2 separate regions of the Mus musculus genome follow, and region 1 is linked to region 2. Evidence: chromatin contacts called from public Hi-C data. All regions are on one chromosome and are shown on one strand. Each heading gives the region's core, a stretch centred on a gene start, on an enhancer-like site or on the middle of the called end of the contact. The rest is flanking DNA. Distances are from core to core; before and after follow the strand shown.

The links. A called contact is a pair of places that touch in the nucleus more often than the background predicts.
Region 1: a contact with region 2 is called in a Hi-C map of adipose-derived mesenchymal stem cells, with 2.0 times the contacts expected there. The contact joins two enhancer-like sites. A contact is called at or near these places in 2 of 484 Hi-C or Micro-C datasets (adipose-derived mesenchymal stem cells and tail fibroblasts) and 1 of 115 datasets of contacts at active chromatin or transcription factors (large pre-B cells).

Annotation. Positions count from the first base shown.
Region 1 is chr9:94,699,477-94,705,865 of GRCm38.p6, reverse strand. All of the region lies in intron 2 of Slc9a9 (solute carrier family 9 (sodium/hydrogen exchanger), member 9), which reads right to left. Among named protein-coding and RNA genes, the nearest start is that of Slc9a9, 33 kb to the right of the region's middle. Within about 2 kb of position 4,270, at least 56 of the 459 cell types and tissues checked have an H3K27ac peak or open chromatin away from gene starts, as enhancers often do. A contact at or near this core is called in adipose-derived mesenchymal stem cells, where this site is marked.
Region 2 is chr9:94,133,824-94,140,112 of GRCm38.p6, reverse strand. The region is part of intron 2 of Gm31847 (a long non-coding RNA gene); the gene reads left to right. It also overlaps the pseudogene Gm5369. Among named protein-coding and RNA genes, the nearest start is that of Gm39403, 29 kb to the right of the region's middle. Within about 2 kb of position 3,487, at least 10 of the 459 cell types and tissues checked have an H3K27ac peak or open chromatin away from gene starts, as enhancers often do. A contact at or near this core is called in adipose-derived mesenchymal stem cells, where this site is marked.

The DNA.
Region 1 (6,389 bases), core at 3,021-5,520, 560 kb before region 2:
TGTTCCAAGCAGAGAGGAGCATTGCTCAAGCTGGAGGGATGAGCATACAGCCCTGACCATCTGGAAGAGGGAACTCTCAGTGGCAAGACCTCCTCACAGGAAAACCCTAGCCTCTGCTGCTTTCCTGCAGCAATCGGGCTAACTGCCGCCAAGGCAGAACTTTTCAATAATCAGAATATTCCACTCACTGCATCTGGGTTAACTACCTCACCACCGTATTATAGTTTCTGGAGCAGTGAGATGAGGCTGGCAGGCAGAGAGTGGCCCGCAGCATGGGAGGATTTATTTGTGTATACAAACAGATTTGTGTTCCTTTCAGCCTAGCTCTAGGCTTACTTGCAGATAAATCAGAGTTCTGGGAGTGACTCCAATCCAGACGATTTCTCAGAAATGGCTGGATTTGCTGCTGTGGCAGCCTCCATTGGAAATTCCACATGCCATTTCCCTCAGACTTGTTCTCTGGTCATGGCCCTGGTAGTGAACTATCCATCTTTTTTTTTTTTTTTTTTTAATTAAAATACTGGGTCCTAAGCAATGGATGAAGGAGAAGAGCAGAGAGGCAAAATGCCACAGTCAAGGATTTGCATGGCTTTCAAGACACAAATTACAGATTGGACCTTCAGACCCTGCCCATCAGAACATGACCGTGAAACTGGAACATGGCCACTAGCCATGTGGCCACTAGCCACGTGGCATGCTGGGCTTTTGAACTGGATGACTGGATTCTTACCTCTAACACTGGTGGCTAGTGGAAATTGGGTAGCATATTAATATTTGCACAGTCAGCGAGACTCCACAGTCTCATTATTTAGTTTGCAAACATTCTATTTCACTGTTCAACACGAGCCTGATTTAAAACAACAGGCCTAGGACTCTGAGACGCAAGCATTACCTATGCTTTAAGAGAACAGATTTTTTTAAGCAACCTACATTAAATCTTAAAGACTACATGGGGTCAGCAGACTATTAGTCTGTTCACAATGGTGCAATATATTTGGAATGCTATTTTGCATAGGAAACAGTATTTGACTAAAATGACCCACACATATGTTTCCAAAGACAACTAGAAAATTTCCAAGAACAGAAAGAATATTCTGAGCTTAGTCCCCAAGGCTTCAGAAGGTTACAGATGCAAAACTGTGCTTGGGCCTGAGAATGCAACGAGTCTCCATGCTTGTCGGACAAGACATGCCAATGTTCCACTGACCTACTAGGTAAATAAGCACTAAAGTAACCACACTGGTGAAAGACTGTGATAGATATGGCCTAGACCTTCCAAAGACATCTTTTAAAAACAGTATTTCATCACATCTGACAACATTCCAAAGTGGTAGCTGGCAAATGCAATTATCCCTATTTTCCAGAGACAGGAGAGGAAATTAATGGCATGCCCAGTGTCAGTCAACATGACAGGGATATCACTGGGAATTGAATGTGTAGATATGGGCCAACTAAATGCATAATTCCCAAGGGAACTAAGTTCATATAATAAAGGAAGATATGGAACTAAGAACTAGGTTTTTGTTAATTTGGGGAATAGTTGATTCCATTGGACGAGTAAAAACAGCCAGCAAAATGGCAGGTTCAGTCATCTTCAATGTTTTAGTCATTGATAACTTAGCAGGCCTCTTGGTACAAAGAATCCGAAGATACATCATGTAACAGATTGGTATATAAAGGCTATAAACAGAGAAAGGCAACGAACAGCACAAGTGGGGCTCAAGGCTCTGAGGCAAGCTGTAATTTGGAGTTCTCCAGGACAGAGATACCACTCTGAGATGGCTGGCCTATGGGAACTCTTGATATCAAAGCATCAGACGAGTTGGAATTCGCAGGATAAATGAGAACCAATCCCTGGACCCCTCCATGCAGAGACCTGCTCAGTCACCAGATATAGGCCCCATGGGCCAGGGCGTTCCAAGCCACAAGGGAAGCAAGACACTTTCATGAATTCAATAACATCTGGTAGCAAGTAACTTAAAATAATTTTAAATACCAAAATGAGTGAAGATATGTTAAAAAGCAGAACTCAGGACCCGCATGCATTTTCAATACCTTTCGATTTTAAAGGAGACTCGGATGACCTTGTGCACACAGCCACAGGACACAACTGTGATGGTTCATGGATATGCTTATCTTTCTTCTAGCGTGCTTAGCTTTGGTGTGAACCCCAGAAGTAAGAGGAAGGGAAAACTGAGAATACTTAATGAGACTATGCCACGGCACTAATCAAGTGAGTGAGTTTGGTCTTCGTTTCCAGCTTCCCAGACAGAGTCTCATTTCATTTCCCCATTTGCACTCTGTGTCTACCAGCTAGTGGCTTCAGAGGAGTAATGAATTTGGAGATTTCTGACTGCTATGGATCCGAATCTAAATGAAAGAAAATGCTTGTGGACCAGGGGTTGGAGACCCATACGTAAAACACTCTCAAATCCACTGGTAATGATTTTGAACTCTCTTCACTCGAAGATGAAGAAAGTCAAGATACTTTTATAAACAGGACCAAACATCAAATGGCTACTGGGAATAGAAATTTGGATGATCTCCAAGTGGTATAATTTGATAATGACTGTGCAAATATTGTCTATACACACTTGATTTGGCAGATCTAATCTGAGAATTTGTTTTTTCCAAGTAGGCTTGTATGCATGTGGCTCCCACAGAGCAATAGAAGATGGTGGGATAGACCATGGCCTGGTTAGTACATGGTGACATATTGCACAGCTGACACTTGAAGTGACGATTGGGAAAGCTAAAGAAACAGCCTATAAATGGATAAAGTTGCTTTTAACCATTCATCAGCTCCCAAGGATGAAGGGCAGAGCTGCACGCCTGGCATATGAGACTGAAACTGCGAAGGACTCACACATGCCATCCCTATTTGTCCAGACATGTCAACTGTTTTCAGGTGGGATCTAGGTCTGAATTCCAGCTGAATCCAGGTAGAAGTGATACCTACTCCTTCCATGTGGCTCCTACATCTTTGCTAACCTCTCTTTTCCCTTTCTCCCCTAGTCCCTACATTGTAACCTCCCTACCCACCTTGCTTTCCATCTCTACACTGCTGAACTCCCATCTGCTTCTCTATAGCTGCAAAACGAGGCCAACAGAAAAGTCACTGAATAAAAGCATCAACAGCCCAACATATACTTTGAATCTTTTAAATGCCGAGTCATATGGCTGTCTCACTTACTCAAATAATACAGTGTTTTATTCTCCCCACCATCACCCCCCCCCCCTTTTAAAAAGGTAAGTCCCTTGAGATTAGTTTGCAGAGACATCGAAGTTGAGCTGTGTAAAAGGAAAACATTGTCGGGTTGCAGTTACTAAAGCCAGCTCAAGGGACGGTTGGTGCTAAAGGAGGTGGCTCTGACAGAATGAGACAGACAGCACTTCACTCAACAAGGATTTGCTTAAAATAAACTGGGCAGATGGCAGAGAGGATTAGTGGGGCTTAAGGTTGAAATAGAGAGGTAAAAATGAAAGAAAAAAAGAAGAGACCTATGTTTTTACACCTGGTTGAGTGACAGCCAGTGTGGCTGTGAAGCGGCTGACTCGGTGGGGGTGGGAAGGTCAGGACCCCTCAGGCCTCCTGGGCCCTGGCTCACTGAGCCCGGCTGTCTGCAACACTTGGAGTTGTGTACTTGATGGAAAGGTCAGAGCCAAGGAGAAACACTCCAGAATCATCCGTGCAGCAGGGTCTCTGGGGAGTAAGTGTCATGGGAAAAACGGGTAGAGGACAAGGCTGGGATGGGGCTTAAGGCGGGGGCTATGGGGGTGGGGGGAGACAGTGAGAGAGAGAGAGAGACAGAGACTGACAGACAGAGGGAGGAAACAGGTAGAGGACAAGGCTGGGATAGGGGTTAGTAGGGGACAGGAGACGGTAAGAGAGAGAGAGACAGAGACTGACAGAAATACAGAGACAGAATGAGAGAGAGACAGACAGACAGGGAGAGATGAACAGAGACAGACAGAGACTGACAGAGACAGAGAAGAGAGAGACAGAAGGAAACATAGAGGGACAGTCAGAGAAAAAGACTGACTGAAACACAGAGACAGAGATACAGGCCGAAGGAAAGATAGCTAGAGGGAGAGACAGACAGACACAGAAACACAGAGACAGAGATGACTGAGAGGCAGACAAAGAGCTCAGCTGCAGAAGAGCCCAATAAAGAATTACAGAACGTTGCTGCTGCTGGATGCAGGTGCCAGCATCAGTGACAGATGCACAGGGAGGCTGGAGCTTTGTGTACATAACCTTGTTCTCAGAATAATTTCTGAGCACCACATCTGGGACACATTTTTCCCAGTTAGTCACCGTCTATGTGAAATTCAATCACTTCAGACAGGGACAAGAATGCAAACCTCCAAAATGAGCTGTGTTTTGCTTATGACTGATCTCTCGAGATCTCCCGAGATGGGCTGGGAAGGGACCAACCTGCCCCACCCTACCCAGATGCTGGTTCCTGGAGCAGCAGCCATGGTTTGGAGGCACTGCTGATCCTTTTCGTTTGCCTTCAGTGGAGAAGTGGGGACAGGGGTTATAGAAGAAGTATGTGCTGAGAAAGCAGGCACAGTGGGCTCCAGGCCCCTCTCTCCTGGGAGTGGGTGTCTTTAGGGACCTGGCAAGTAGGGACTAGATATAAAGGAGGGGTGAAGGGGAGGAAAATAAAGGGACAAAGATGGCAAGCAGGAAAGAGGGAGAAAAATGGAGGCTGAACAGGGGAGTGAAGCAAAGTTAAGAGATTGACAGAGCTTCAGGAGAAAATTAAGTGGTCCAGGCATTGGAGCACGTCAGTGATAACGACTGCCTTTCAATCGGGACATCTCGACTGTGGCTTGGCCACACTAAGGGATGATTATTCATGCAGAAAACACTCTTACGTTTCTTCAGATTTTTATGCAGAGCCCTTAAATCTTAAATGTATTGGTCACTTGTCAGAGTAAGGAGGTGCTTTACATACAGAACGGTCAGAGGCAGGCATTTTTAGAGGAGCTACATCATTTTATGGGAGGCAATGGGAGTGGGAGTTTACCCTGTGCCTGCTCATCTCCTGCCAGGGTTCAGCTTCCCTTCCTACCCTAGATCAGCTTCCCTTCCTGCCTGAGCAGCTTGCCTTCACATGTACTACACTCTGTAAGGCTGTCTTAGGCTTTTATTGAGTGTAAAACCTGGGGCAGCCAAGGCATACATGTCAAGTCCTGATCACTTGGGGGCAGCACAGGGCTGGAAAATCCTAAGCTACAACCATTCTTTATTTTATTTCTGGTCTTAATTCTTCTTCAGGATTCTTTTTATGGGGATGGTGATCTTTTAGATAGGGCTATGCAGTCCTGGGGAATTTGGTATTTGCTATGTAAGCCAGGTTGATCTCAAATTTGTAGCAATCCACCTATGTCAAACTACTAAGTGCTGGCAGGCATGTAACCCACCCAGCTTACATCTGGAAAATGTAAGTGATGTGTGTTTGGTTGAAGTCCATCTTCATCTCAACCAGGAAGCAAGTCAGACAGGACAGTCAGTGTCCTCCCCTTCTCGGACACATTCTTTCATTTTGAAATATGTTTTAGTAAACAATTATCAGTAGCGTGCATTGTCTACATTGTAGGAATTCAGTAAAGATCCATTTGAATCCCAGTGTCTACTTTTGAAATCAATTTTGACATCAATTATCCATATTAATGAGCATGTGGATCTTGGCTAGTGTTGAAACTGTCTTGGAACATCCTATTGGATGACTGGATCAGGATCTGGGAATTTTGTTCTCTGATAGTTGGGTTGATTTCTATCTTCCACCAACACAAAATACTGAGGTAGAAATCCTTGTGCTTAAGCCTTTGTGCAGTCTTAAAAGCCTTTCTAGAAGTGGACTGCTAAACAGTAAATGACACAGACTATCTCTACAGATGCTGCTATGGCCACACCCACTTATACTTACACAGGGGATTCTTAGATTATTTTCTTATATTCTAGCCAACACTTTGTATTGATAATTTCCTAATTTGTTGGCAATCTGATTGATACTAAACATCGCATCATTAGCTTTGTTTCCTATTACTAATGAAATAAGTATATTTATTTTGCTTGCTGGCCTTTGATCATATCTTTTACGGGACATTCCTGGTCATCCAGTTTAGTTTTCCTTATTGACTTGTTAATTCCCAGAATCAGGTTACAATTCTGTTTTGTATCTTATATTTCAAATACATTCTTCTAGTTCTATTATCCCCTTCAATGGTTTGTGTTTTTAACATTGTTGACAGTCTCATAACTATAATGTGAAATTTGTGCATTTTTTATATTATTTGAGTTATAGTGATTGTTTTATTTTTTCCATATTGCAACTATATTTTCTCCTCAATTTCACCGTTTTTGTATTTTTATTGTA
Region 2 (6,289 bases), core at 2,238-4,737:
GCTTCCACAGCTCTGAGAGGAGGTAGCAGGTGTGTCCTCAGTGCCCAAGGCCACCTCTTCCCATTAGGAGAGTAGCTGTAGCACCTGCCGGAGGCAATGAACCTTCCCCAGAGACCCGTCTCTGGTCTTGGGGTCAGCCTCATCTTGCTTTTGCATCAGGGCCTTGGCCTTCTGTACTGTCAGCAATTGGGTACTGCCCTTCAATCCTTCGAGGTAGTCCAGCAGGGTAGAAAAGTGCTCACCCGAAATCTTGTCCTCATCGTACACGTGCAAGAGCCACGTCTGCTTTATCTTCTGGAATCTCCAGCTCTCTTGCTTCTGAACCCACCCTTCGAGTTACTGTAGGGACAAGACGGTAGCTGAGGGTTTGGCTGGCAGGGTCTGAACCTTGGCAGTCTGTACTGCGGCAATGCCCGCCTCCCGCAGCTGCTTTTTCATTTTCTTCTTCTGTTCCTTCTTTAGTTTCCTCTCCAAGACCCTTCTCTCCTCTGGGGACAACTCTGGGCTGGCCTCCTGCACAATGGGACCGGCCATCTCCTTGTCTGGTCTAGCTTCAAATGCCCTCGGTGGCATCTCCTCTGCCAGTGTCATCTTCTGCTTTTTCCTCTCCTTCCCTGTCCCACTGAGACATTTTCTCTTATGTTTTGCCATCCTACAGTTCCCACTCGAGTGCACCTCTTGCCTACACCTTATCTTTATTTCTATGCTTAATCTTAAAAATCATGAAAATAAAAAATAAAAAATAGACCCATGCTACTTCAAATAATTGATAAGAGTGTATTCTTATATTCTTTTCCTAGGGGGAAAAATACACAAGGGGTGTGTGTAAACACACACACACACACACACACACACACACACACACACACACACACAGAGAGAGAGACACAGAGACACAGAGACACAGAAAGACAGAGGTCCACTATAGTTCAGGAGGTTTGTTTGCTTGAAACTTAGCCCTGACTGGTCTCAAACTCATAATTTTCCTGCCTCAGACTCCTAAATACTTGGATTTCAAATGCATGCCACCATGCTTAGCTATATCTTTGCTTCTCATTGCATTGGTTCATTTAACACCTACAATATAGATAACAACTAATAATTATTACAGCATGTACTCCACACTTCTGGGACGGTCCTAGCTTCAAATGTACTATTCTGTTTAGTTCTGGCAATCTGTTAAAGTGGACCTTATCAAAGGTTGTTAATTGGTAAATCAGATGAGGCATGATCAATAACCTCCGGGTGAGGCCCTATTGCTGGAGACACAACTTACTTATGTGATAGAACGTGGAGAAATCAAGCTGGTGCCTAACTAGAAGCCCTTTTCCTACTTACTAGTATTCATGTTGCCACAGGATGATTTTCACACTCTCAGAAGAGCAAGGTAATTGTTAATATCTCCCAGCTACAAACAATCACCTACCTGCAAGATATACTAGTGCAATGGTGGAAAAAAATGTTAAGGGAGTAACACACAACTTTTTGATTGGCTTTAAGGACAATCCATGAGCTAGTATCATAGGTGACACACTGAAGTGGCCAAGAACCTAAGACACCATAGGCTGTGAGCCTGTGGGAGAACCTACTACTATTAGTCCATGAAAGAAACATAGCAATATAGTGACTCCTAATGGCACATTACTATAGGAATAGCTCAGACCTCATCAGAGAAGCCTCTGCTTTCAGTGGATGGTAATTAACACTGAGACACATGTAGGCTTAGGTGTTTCTAAACCTTATTTATTGAGGGTACTAGAACACCTCAACCTCCCTACTAGCCCCCTAATCAGAGGTAGAGAGAAAAGAAAGTTTGTAGGAAAAGGGGATTGTGAACCTGTTTAGAAGTACTTCTTTGGAGATAATTCTACTCTTCATTGTCAGGATACCAGTGGTCTAGTTCAACAGCAAATACCACGTACAAATCAGTAGCAGCAGCTAGACTGTAAGATGTCACCAAATCAGTATCAGTCAATGGAAGCAGCCAGAAGTAGCTGGAATACCATGAGAAGCTCTTTGGTGCATTTCTCTCTATGAAGTGAATCCACTTCAGCAAAACATCGAATACCCTCTCATGTGTCTTCTTCAACAAAGCATCCTCTTACGTGTCTGTTCCAGAAAAACATTTTCTCACAGACAGCTTCCAGAAAAACATGAGACATAAATAAGTTTGCAAAGAAACCAGAAATTTCCACTTCAGATCCACACTATGCAGAGAGTATAGGACTTTGGAGCACTCAGCCCTAAGGATGACATCATGCTTCAAGACTTAGGGATCTAAGCAGAAGAGAGTAGAAAGACCAGAGGTGGTGTATGACTCCAAGGAAACATCAGCTTCCATACACAGATGGACTGATACACATAGGAACTAACTGAGACTGGGACAACACACACACGATGAGCACAAGGTCAAATTAGAAAATAAAAAAAATCCCAGCATGGAAAGGGGAAATGAGCACAAAACCCAACCTCTAATCAAGAAGCTATTTGCAATTGATATCTATGTTAAGTGCAAAATCATTTTTCGCTAAAAGAGTGTCACTGGATATATTGATCACTCTCCAGTGTGGGCCACATGCCCAGGAGTAATGAGCCAAATCAAAATGGACTTCATGCATTTTGTGCACTTTAGGTTTTGATTATGTTTGGTTTTCTTTTTTCTTTTTTTGTTAGCTTGTTTTGTTTTTTTGTGTGTGTTTCTTCTTCTTTTTCTGCAAGATAGAGAAAAAACTGAAAGTTGGATAGGTAGGAAGGTAGGAAGGATCAGATAGGAATTAGGGAGTGGAAAATTATATGCTCCGAGTATGTCATATGAAGAAGAAAGCTTAAATAAAAATAAATTAATCGAATAATTTTTTTTAAAAGATCAGACGTCAGTTTAGTTTTATTTAAATTATATGTATAACATATAATTACACGTTAGTAGTGTGTAATGTAGATTTATACAAATATATAGATAGTAATGAACATGTTTGTCTTTGCTGCTTAGAATTTGTTTTTACCTTCTTGATAGCAATAATTGTAAATTTATTTTAGCAAATATATTCTCTTATTCATAGCACAGAGCAAAAGTGAGTGCTTCTGGCTCCATGTTCTTTGGAGCTGCACTGCTCTGGTCTCTAGCTCAGAAGTGGACATGGACCAGAACAGAGGGAGTAGAATGTAAGGAGACCTTTGGATATTTTTTGTTGTTGAACCCAGGTTTAGTTCTTGTGCGTACTAAGGACTCTATTCAGCTCCATCCCTAGGTTGACAAGAAGATATTGTCTGAAGTGAATGAAAGAAAGGCCTGTGTTTTCTCTACTGATCATGTTAGTAATGATGATGTTGTGGTCCAGAGGCTACTGGGGTGTATATAGGTTAGAGCTGAGTAAAGAAACAGCAAAAAAAACACAGACATACATTCCAAATGACATTGAGCATGTCCTTATCAGACTAAACCAAACTCAGCTCCTCTAGAATTGGATGCCTGCCCCAGTTCGCTTGTGGTTTGGACCTCATTCAGATTGAGTTGAAATGTCTGGCATGTGAGGTCACAGGAATGCTAGCTGATTGATTTCAAGCAGGAGATAAAATTCTTCACCACCAATCTTTCAACAGAGAGTCCTCTTGGCCTATTCACTTTGCATCAGCCAGTTTTCTTCTAGTCTCTCATAATCAACTCTTCCACAAATACAAAGTAGATGAAGAACGGTGTGTGAGTAGTTAAAGTACACACGTAGAAAACCACGAATCTTTTTTTTACTGCTGGATTGACTTGTTTAGCCTTAATATGAGGGGATGTGCCTAATCTTACTATAACAGGATTTACAACACTTGTTTGATATCCCCAGGAGCCCTGGCCTTTTTTGGAAGGGAGGGATGGATCTGGGAAAGGGGGATTTAATCCCAACTTTATATGCTTTGTACAGGTGTATGTCAGTGACTTCTGCCCCAGATTATAAAGATGTTAACACAGAAGGCTTTCATATTCTCCTGATGAGAACAGTAATGTCTAAATATCATGCATGAGCAATGACTACATAAGAGGTCTATGCATACGATACAACTGGGTAAGCCCTCAAAGCAAACAATCTTAAACTGGGTGACACATATCACTTCACTTTAGTATTATAAATGTGTCTATTTTCTGTGATAAAATAAATGGCAGGTTTTTAATTCAGTGTCTTTCTGTTGATTTGGGAGAAAGTGGATATGGCCTTTACACAGTCAGCATTATTGACATGCATTACTCTGGAATATTTATTAACAGTATTCAGTGAAGTGCAAAGCACTCACTAGAGAGGCCCAGGATTAGCCAAATATTAATGTCTAACTGCACAAGATTATCTTTAGCTTCAGCTTTGAACGTATCCAAGCTTATAAAGACAGCCATGTGGTTTCATTCTAAGTGTCCCTTAAGTCATCATTTTATTTTAAGTAAACCTTCCTGTTAATTGAAAATTGTAAATCTGAGCCTGCTGTGATTATGTTGAATGCTACAGGTTTAGGAAAACACCTTTGGCAAATTATTCTCATTGCAAGATCTACTACAGTCTGAATACTTTTTTTCTTTTCTTTTTATTAGGTATTTATTTCATTTACATTTCCAATGTTATCCCAAAAGTCCCCCACATTCTCCCCCACTCTGACTACTTATACCCTCTTCACATTCCTTAGTTGAAACTGCAATTGTTAGTGTGATGGTGCTGACTAGGGATAGATGGGAGGATAGGATATATGTCCTGATGAAAATAGTAAAAGACAAAAAATCTGTGTTCTCTAATATGAAAGGATATAGCAACCTGTAAACTAGGAAGATGGGTGTCAAAATTAACTTGACCATGACCAGGTTTCCTGATCTCCAGTTTCCAACCTCTAAACTTCAAAAAGGTATACTTTAAGTCACCTAGACTGTGAGAGTTCTTCACAGCATGCCAAATACACAGCTATATACTATGAGAACAAAATCCTATTTATATCAGAATGCTTTAGTCATAATGTAAAGGAACACACAGATTGAAGTGGCTTAAACCATGTGACTTTATTATCTCACAGGAAGTTCAAAGTTGACTGGTTCTGTTTCTTACCTTCAGTCCAAACAGTGTCATTCAGGACTTGGGTGTTCTCTAACGTCCCATGTCTGGATTTCAATGTTTTTCTCTTAGTCTTCAAGCATGCCTTGGAGCTACAGAATGTTTTCTAGGTCATAGGGAGCCTCCTACATATACAGTCAGAAGGAAGAGTTTTTCTAGGGATGAAATATTGTTTTCCTGAAACTCAGATTGCAGCAATTCCCACTGAGCTAGCGATACTTGATTATAAGCTATGTCTAGATTGTAGTTGAGAGGCCCTGGGCAGTAAGACAGTAATATTTTCAACAGTAGGTAGTCAGCAGAGAAAATTAGGAGGCAACCTACACATGTTTAAAGTGTCAGTCTGTCCTGGCACTTGCCTAGTCTGCAGAGAGGTAGAAATACTGGCCCTAGCTATTGGCCAAACCAAGCAGGACATTAGCATCCAAATAAAATGAAGACTGATAAATTTGCCTTTGTGTAGGTGTGGTGGTTTGAATGAGAATGGCCCCATAGGCTCAAGGTCTGTCACCAAAGAGTATAACTGTTTGAAAGGATTAAGAAGTGTAACCTTATTGGAGGAAGTGTGTCACCAGGACTGGGCTTTGAGGTTTTAATTGCCCATATATGATCTAGTTTCACTCTTTCTCCCTGAGGGTTAGGGTGTAACTCTACTATACCTCCAAAAACCATGCCTGCCATATCTTTTGCTATGCTGGCCACCAAGATGATAAGAAAACAAAGCTCTAAAATTGTAAGCAAGCCCCTAATTAAATGCTTTTAAGAGCTGCTGTGGTCATGGTGTCTTTTTTAAAGCACTAGAAAATCACTAAGAGGATAGGATATAAAGAAAGTTTTGATTTAAACACTTCAATTTTTTTAAAGAGTCTTTTATTTATTTTTTCTTTCTGTAATGTGGGATTCTACCAGGCAGTAGTCTATATGCTAAAGGAACATTTCTAGCTTGTTCTCCATAAAGACAACATTGTGGATTATAATAAAACCATCTCTTGCATATGTGAGCTCACATAGCATTCATTTCTTACTGCAGTTTTGTGACTTGCTTTTGCCAAAGTGTGCTTTCCAAATGAACTCTAGGCTATTGTTTCACAATGGAACGTCACCTTGCTTAAGGAATGGAAACACTCCTAACTCAAGGCAATGTACACGTAATTATGTTATTTGGAGTGTTTGCATTCCTGGGGCTTCTTATCCTTGTAGCTACTTGGTTTTGA